Linked DNA regions of Oryctolagus cuniculus: region 2 is linked to region 1. The links are chromatin contacts, called in public Hi-C maps. All regions are on one chromosome and are shown on one strand. Each heading gives the region's core, a stretch centred on a gene start, on an enhancer-like site or on the middle of the called end of the contact. The rest is flanking DNA. Distances are from core to core; before and after follow the strand shown.

What was found. A called contact is a pair of places that touch in the nucleus more often than the background predicts.
Region 2: a contact with region 1 is called in a Hi-C map of liver, with 3 times the contacts expected there. The contact joins two enhancer-like sites. A contact is called at or near these places in 6 of 6 Hi-C or Micro-C datasets (ear pinna, embryonic fibroblasts, liver and 3 more).

The regions. Positions count from the first base shown.
Region 1 is chr11:44,429,245-44,433,762 of mOryCun1.1, reverse strand. RIN2 (Ras and Rab interactor 2) reads right to left here. Exons shown (of 13, transcript XM_070052128.1): 2 at 2,701-2,824. Among named protein-coding and RNA genes, the nearest start is that of RIN2, 35 kb to the right of the region's middle. Within about 2 kb of position 1,897, at least 1 of the 8 cell types and tissues checked has an H3K27ac peak or open chromatin away from gene starts, as enhancers often do.
Region 2 is chr11:44,505,808-44,509,708 of mOryCun1.1, reverse strand. The region is part of intron 2 of RIN2 (Ras and Rab interactor 2); the gene reads right to left. Among named protein-coding and RNA genes, the nearest start is that of RIN2, 110 kb to the right of the region's middle. Within about 2 kb of position 2,553, at least 1 of the 8 cell types and tissues checked has an H3K27ac peak or open chromatin away from gene starts, as enhancers often do.

The DNA.
Region 1 (4,518 bases), core at 648-3,147:
AACAGGAAAGACAGTGGAAATGACAACAAAACCTCTGGCGCTGTTGAAGTACATTAAAGTGAAGGGCGAGGGCTTGACTCAGCCACTAAGATGCTGTGTGCGATGCCTGCATCCGGCGTTGGAACACCTGGGTTTGAGTCCCAGTTTCACTCCCGATTCCAGGTTCCTACTAAGGTGTGTTTCAGGAGGCAGCAGGCAATGGCTCATTAACTGGGTCCCTGCCACCCATGTGGGAGACTTGGATGGAGTTCTGGCTCCCAGCTGGGGCCAGGTCCAGCCCCATCTGTTGAGGGCATTTGGGGAGGGAGTAAACCACTAGATGGGAGATCTATCTCTCTCTCTATCTATCTCTCTCTCTCTCTCTCTCTCTTCCTTTCAAAGAAATAAAAATAAATCAGAATTTTAGGAATGAATTAAAATTAAGACCATGTCTAAAGAATCCCTGAGCAGACACTACCATTAGGCTCATCAAGCCTTACTTGATTTCAAACATATATGATGTTTATTTCTTGTAGATGCCTATATTAAAGAAAAATATAACTTAAGCTCAACCAATCAGAAGTAGCCAATAAACCTATAATTATCAAAATAGGGATTTGGCAATGGAATGAATCCAATATGCAAACTAGGTAATTATAACCAACCTAGCATTTTCTTTGTTTTATTTCCTTGTCCATCCTATGAAAGCTTTCCTCTTGCCTCCATCCTTGAAGCTCCAGAACCACTCCTGGTTTGGAGCTGCCTAATTCATGAATCATCATTTGCTCAAATAAACTCTTTAAAATTGTATTGTGTTTCATTTACTTTTTTTTTAGTTTTATTTATTTGAAAGGGAGACTTACAGAGGGACGGGGGGAAGGGAGGGGGAGGGAGGGAGAGGAAGGGAAAGAGGAAGAGAGGGAGAGACAGAGAGAGGGAGAGAGGGAGGAAAAAAGGAGGGAGAAATCTTCCATCCATTGGTTCACTCCCTAAATGGTTAGGCCCAGCCAAAACCAGAATCCTGGAGCTCCATTTGGGTCTCCCAAGGGTGGCAGGGACCCAAGCACTGAGGCCATCTTCCACTGCTTTCTCAGGCACATTAGCAGGGAGGTGGAGAGGAAGTGGAGCAGCCAGGACTTGACCCAGCATGAATACAGGATGCCAGTGTTGCTGGCAGAGGCTTAACTTGCTGGGCCACAACGTCAGCCCCCTTGTTCACTTTTTAACAGCCTCAAAAGGCAAAATTTCAACACCAAGGTAAGACAAAACTTCCAAGTTTATACCTGGAAATATGTGCTTCTTTACCTTTCTTTCACTATCATCAAGAAAATCCACATTTAATGCTCTTGTTACGATTTTAACATGCATTTATCAGTGCCTGCTACAGGTAAGGGTCTATGCTAGAAACAGCAAGGAGAGGGCTCAGTCCCTGGCCTCCTCCAAGTCAAAGGGGCAGAAGCACCAATCACAGGCACACAAGATGATGATTTTACACAATGGGAAAGGCATACTGAATGGCTTGAACAGACACCAGATGTAAGTACAGCTTTCCTGGAGAACTTTACATGTAAGCCAGGACACGGAACATCTAAGTAAGGTCCAAATTCAGGACACAGAGGCACAATATATTGTACAAAGCCAATTCTCTAAGATGCTGCTTTCTTATCTTCTTACTACAACAAGCCTTGCTTTCTTTGAGAACAGTTGAGAACAGTTCCAGGAGGAACACATAGCTGGGGCCGTGACTAGTATCACAAGCTTGAAATCAAACAATCCTGGTTTAAATTCCAGTGACACAGACCTTGAGTGAGTCACTCCACCTGTTGGCTTACTTGTCAATGCGTGTAACGTTATCTCCCTTAAGCACTGTTGTGGGTTTAAATGAGAAAGCTCAGAAGAATGACAGTGTTTATTGTGCTTTCGATTGTTCTGATGAAGGGGCAGGGCTCAGCAGGGATGATTCATCAGGCTTGTCTCAGCTCCTCAGCATCAGTGGGGGGCCACTGGAAGACAGGTGGCACCAGACTTCCAAAGTCTGATTTGCAGGGAGTGCGACCGCCAGCCAGAACATTTGCATGTGGCTTCTGTATGGCAGTCAGGTCTCAAAGGCTCATATCCCAGGAGAAGGAGAGAGTCAGGAGGAAGGGAAACCATTTGTATTCATTAAAGCTTTGAGGTCATTCAGCATTTCTGCCACGTTCTGTATGTCGGGGTAGCCCCTGAACCCTGCTCAGATTCCAAGGGAGATTCCACTTGATGAGGGAGCAGTAAAGATCTACAAAAGCAGTCCCATTGCTCTGGCCATTTCTGGAAACTGCACCTCCCACAGTGACCCTAGATCAATATCCCAATGAAGATAATTTCCGTAGAAAGGAAATAGATGAAATAGTTGCTGTAGGCTCCGTCCTATCCACGGCTGCCTGGGTTCTTTGTGCTCCCGTCGCAAAGACAGGCCACAGCAGAGCCTAATGCATGCTGCTGTGAGAACTAGAGGAATTAACCCTTTACAGTGGGTAAAGCACGTGGTTGGTGCTGCAGGCACCTGAGTGTTTCTGTTCATGCTCTCAGGATTCCTCGCCTCTCCTGAGGCTTGCGTGGCCCTGCTGCAGGTGCATCCTAAATGCAATCCCTCAGCAACAAACCCCAGCCAAGGCCCACAATCCCCTTGGTCACAGCAACAGTGTGGAAGCAGGGAAGACTTATAGGCTCAGTGCCACTTACCAGTCACGCCAGCATCTCTCCAGCTGCCTGGCTCTGGGTCAGCCCGACTTCTGCAGCATTCTGCAGGACTTGCACATGCAATTTTCCTGGTAGACACTCAGAAGTCCGGATCGCCCGGCTCCATCTACCACACACAGAAGGGACCATTTAGGGGTTTGTGTGCCTTTTGCAAATCCCATAAGCACCAACCCAAGGGCCCTGTGTCCCGCCCCCTGGCTCTAGGAGGACACAATGAGAGAGGAGAGACAGAGGTGCCTTTTCCTCCTCTGGCTGATCCCACTCTGTCTCTGGCTCAGGAAGCTGAGTCAAGCCCCTTGACAAGAATGTTCTCTGCATCCCCAGGCAAACGCTCACATTTTAAGAACTCCAAAGGGTCTTTCACTTAAAAAATAAAAAGGAGGGGCTGGCATTGTGGACATAGCAGGTTAAGCCACCACCTGCAGCACCAGCACCACCTGCAGCACCAGCACAGGATGCATGTTCGATTCCCAGCTGTTCCACTTCCGATCCAGCTCCCTGCTAATGCACCTGAGAAAGCACCAGAGGATGGCCCAAGTCCTTGGGCCCCTGCACACTCATGTGAGACCCAGAAGAAGCTCCTGGCTTCTGGCTTCAGCCTGACCCAGCCCCGGGCATTTCAGTCATTTGGAAAGTGAACCACCAGATGGAAGACCTCTCTTTCTGTCTCTTTCTCTGTAATTCTGCCTTTCAAATAAATAAAAAATAAATCTTAAAAAAAAGAAAAACTAACCATCTACCATCCTGTCTCCCCTGTCAGTTAGTGACTATTCCTTTTTTCCCCTCACCTCCTACATCACATGCTCTCCTACAAAAATGGTCCTACAGCCTCCCAGTCTGAATTCTGGATATGACACCAATCTGAATATGAAATTCCCATATGACCCCGTATTTCATCTGAATTGCTTTTTATCAGTATCTTAGCTTTTTCAAGCTCACCTGCATATATCTTGTTTGTAAATACAGAAAACATGATGCAAACATTTGGTCAAAGCTCAAGGTCCCTCTGACTACCACCGCTATTGCCTATATCCTCAGTAGGGTACACACTGTTATAATTTGCACTCTTTCCAGATTGCTGCTATGCATTCTAATATTTGTTTCCCAAAGAAATGTTTGTCGTGTGTTCATTCTTCTTGCTTGTTTCATTCTCAGGATGTCTTAAACTCCCTATGCCAGGATAAGACTGTCACATTCTCTGTTCCCCAGTGTTTCCGTGGTATTTCCTAGTCTCAGCTCCTCGCCAGGCTCGGTAACTGGCCTCTGCCTTTCCTACCAGCAGCCCACCCCTTCCCAGGCAGGTGTCACACACGTCCCTTCCTTCCCACCTACGTTCACCTTGGGTTTCTGGCCTGGAGTCTCCTCCTTGTGTTTCTCCAGTACTTGTTACTCTCAGGCCTGGATGTAACAAAACTGGGCTTCATCCCAACTAATCTCTCAAGCAAACCATTGAACTTGACTTCCTTATGTATAAAACAGAGTGACTATTAACAATACCTATCTCCAAGGATTGTTCTAAAGATCAAGTGGGGGGCCAGCACTGTGGCACAGTGGGTAAGTCCTCCGATTACAGTGCCAGCATCCCATGTGGGCGTCGGTTCGACTCCCAGATGCTCCTCTTCTGAGCCAGCTCTCTGCTATGGCCTGGGAAAGCAGTAGAAAATGGCCCAGGTTCTTGGGCCCCTGCACCCACATAGGAGATCCAGATGAAGCTTCTGGCTCCTGGTGTTTGATCAGCCCAGCTCTGGCCATTGCGGACATTTGCGGGGGGCGGGTGTTGAATTCAGTGGATGGAAGACC
Region 2 (3,901 bases), core at 1,304-3,803, 75 kb before region 1:
CTTCAGTCTCAGTAAACACGACCTTGTTATTATAATTACTTTACAGCCAAACTGACTGAAGTGGGAGCCCGTGACTCACCCCCCCCCCCAGGGGGGGCCTGCCAGGTCAAGTCCAAATCTGAGAAATGCACTTCACCTCTTCGCCTGGTGCTTTAAACGGCTCCCACACCCCGCAGGTCTTTTTTCTAAGAGCCACAGAAGCAAGTGAGGGCGGCTCTATGTCTGGAAGCTCTCTAAATATTTCCATAATTATCTTTGTATCGCCATGGATTCGACAAGTTGGACACAAAAAATATTATTCCAGGCTCTGGCTTGACAATTCCAGTTATGCAAACTTAAAAAAAAAAAAAGGTTTAAAATTTATCCTTGTCCAGCACTGGTTCTCCTTCACTCAACAGTCACATATAGTTTTATAAAAACTGTTTAAGAGCACAGAAACTTTCCATTGAAAAGAGAATTAGCTAACTTATGAAAAAGTATGAAATTGGAAGCAAAGAGCTGTATGCCTGGCCCCTTTTCCCAATAACTGTGTTATTCAATAGAATTTTTTAAGGACGTATTTTACTTATTTGAAAGGCAGAGTTACGGCGGGGGGTGGGGTGGGGCTTTCATCCACTGGTTCACTCTCCAAATGGCTGCAATGGCCAAAGCTGGACCAAGCCGAAGCCAGAAGCCAGCAACCTCTTCCGGTCTTCCACGTGGATGTAGTGACCCAGGCAGTTGGACCACCTTCCGCTGCATTCTCAGGCCCTAAGCAGGGAGCTTGATTGGAAGTAGAGCAGCCAGGGATTAAAGTTGGGGTGCTGGCATTGCAGGTGGAGCAGTGTAACCTGTTATGCCACATGTTGTCCCCATAAATAGGATTTAAAACATTGTCCAGTGCCTTGGTTTCCTAAGAATAACTGTGGAAACAGCTGGGATTTTTTCATATTGTTATTATCAAATAATCATTTCTGCCACTTATAGGATTAGCTTGTAATGGGGTTCATTCTGCTCAGGGTCCATCCCTTCCATCCTTGGATAGATGGATCACAGACTCCAAGCAACTCTCACCTTATCCAGGCTGCAGAAGCTATGCTAGTGCCTAAGTAGCCACTGGCAGACAACAGGTAGGAAGCTGGCTAGAAAGCGCCTGTTTTCTGGGATAGGACTTTACCTCTCTCATCTCCCACCCAATACCCTCACTTCCCCTTTGGACCCTTCAAGAACTGGCCTCCTGCATATCCCTCCCCCACATCCTTGGGGGGGGCATCCCTTATTCATCTCTACTAACAGTCCCTCCTGTCCCCCTAGAACGAGTAGGAGGAGGGAGGGAGTGGTGGCTACTCCCAAGGTCATTGCAAGTATTCGTATCTTCAAACAATGCTGCAATGATGTCACACAGACATGGGGAAGCATCATAAACCACGCAGGCTCTTAACCCAAAAAATCTGCACATGGACAGTCCACATACCCTAGATGTCGCTAGGGTCTGCTTGTCTACCTGCTGGAACTTGGGGTCAGCGCTTTCCCAAAGCTCTCTGTCCATAGTGATGGAAAGTCCATGGACACATTACTCTTTGTTACTCTTTTTTTTCCCAACAGGCAGAGAGAGACAGAGATCCTCCATCCACTGCTTCACTCCCTAAATGCCTGTAAACAACCAGAGCTAAGCCAAGCCAGAGCTGGGAGCTGAGCATTCCATCCAGGATTCCCAGCAGACGGCACTTCGGATTGGCATTAGCAGGAAGCTAGAGTCAGAAGCCACAGCTGATGATCAAACCCAGGAACTCTGATGTGGGACACAGATATCTTTAATCTAGGCCAGGGACAGGCTTTTGGCACAGGAGTTAAGCCCTCCCTTGGGACTCTTAATCCCATATTGGAGTGTCTGGTTTGACTCCCAGCTCTGCCTCTGGATCCAGCTTCCTGCTAACATGCACCCTGGGAGGCAGAGGCATTGGCTCAAGTACTGGGGTCTCCACCATCCACGTGGGAGATACAGATTGAGTTCTAGGCTCCTGGCCTCAGCCTGGCCCAGTCCTGGCTTTTGTGAGCATTTGAAGAATGAACCAACAGATGGAAGATTTCTGTCTCTGTCTCCCTGTCTTTCTGTCTTCAAATAAACTTTTATTAAAGATTTATTTATTTGAAAGAATTACAGAGAGAAAGGAAGAAACAGAAAGAGAGAGGGAGGGAGGGAGGGAGGGAGGAAGAGAGAGAGAGATAGAGATATCTTTCATCTGCTGGTTCACTCCCCAAATGGCTGCAATGGCCAGAGCTGGGCCAGTCTGAAGCCAGGAGCCAGGAGCTTCTTCTGGGTCTCTCACATGGGTGCAGGGGCCCAAGGACTTGAGCTGTCTTCTGTTATTTTCCTAGGCACATTAGCAGGGAGCTGGAACAGAAGTGGAGCAGCTGAGACTCAAAACAGGCACCCATTTGGGATGCCAGTGTCACAGGCAGTGGCTTTACCCACTATGCCACAATGCCAGCCCCCAAATAAATTAAAAAAAAAAAAAAAAAAGGAAATGCAGGCCATGGAGAGGGTATTGTAGTACAGCAGGTTAAGCCACCTCTTGGGATACCTGCAATCCCATACTGGAGTGCTTGGTTGGAGTTCCGGTTACTCCGCACTTCCAATTCAGCTTCCTACTCACTTATACCATGGAAGGCAGACAGAGATGATGGGTCAAGCACCATGTGGGTGACCTGGATGGGGCTCCAAGCTGCTGGCTTCAGCCTGGCCCAGCCCTCGCTGTTGTAGGTATTTGCTAAGTGAACCAGTGTACTGAAGGCTTTCGCTTTCGCTCTCTCTCTCTCTCTCAAAAGAAATGAAATAAGCACACGTTATAAATAAACATCTACGTAAATAAATCTGGGCTGCATGCCTGCACCCAGATGTTTCCTTTTAGTTGAGGCTGAAACCTGGCAGCTCTGGGGTTGCGTCCACTCTGCAGGCCCATACATTACATAATGCATTTAAAATTTTTTTGGAATTAACTGTTTCCAGAGACAAAGATTCACATCCAAGTTCATTAGAGGTGACTCCAGGTAACTCCGGCAGGGAAGTGGGAATGTGAAGCAGGTTAGGGCAACCCAGACAAGGTGCACTGTCAAGCACTCATCACCATGAGAACTGCACTTCACCCACTTTGGAGCTAGGGCAGAGGACACCTCAGGCAGCTGGTGCACCTGTCCATCAACTCCCCCATCACTGGCTGAGCAATGCCCGTAGGAGACCTTCACTCACCAGCACACCCACACACCTCTGGGTGGGTAGAAAGTGTTCTGGGGGCCAAAGACAGCCCTCATGCTCAGTTGGGCATTTGGAGACCAGACCAGCATGCACAGAAGTGCTAAGCACCCAAGGGAAGGACTCAACAGCCCCTCCTGACACAACCAGCAATGCTAGACCATCACTGTGTTGAGCGTACAATGTGGAAGTCAAGCTTCTGGGGTCGCACTGAGCTGCCACCCTGGCATGGCCACCACTGGATTCTGAGTGGTCTGTTCATTGATGGGCATTAAGCTCCTCCCCAGGGCCGATAGACAAGCCTCTCTCACTCCTGCACCCCGAGTGACTCACTCATACCACTGTCACACACCTGTGCTGGCTCTACAGGGTGTGTGATTCTGCCTACCACATGCCCTCTGCTGATTGGACAGGGGCTAGGCACCTGACCCCAACTAGTTCTGAGCTGTTCTCGGATGAAACAGACTCTTCTGCTCAAGAATTCGAGTCGAGAGTCACAGAGAAGGTGCTTTTGCTTGAAAGGCTGGGTTCAGAGCCACCTGGTGGCTCAGTGTATGGGGAGTGGGGATCCTGAGTGAACAGACAGGCGAGACCATTGGACCACAGCAGGTAGAGAGAGAATGAGCAGCTGAGAGCTGAGCAGTTTGGGGGATTGATGTTCCATCCCAA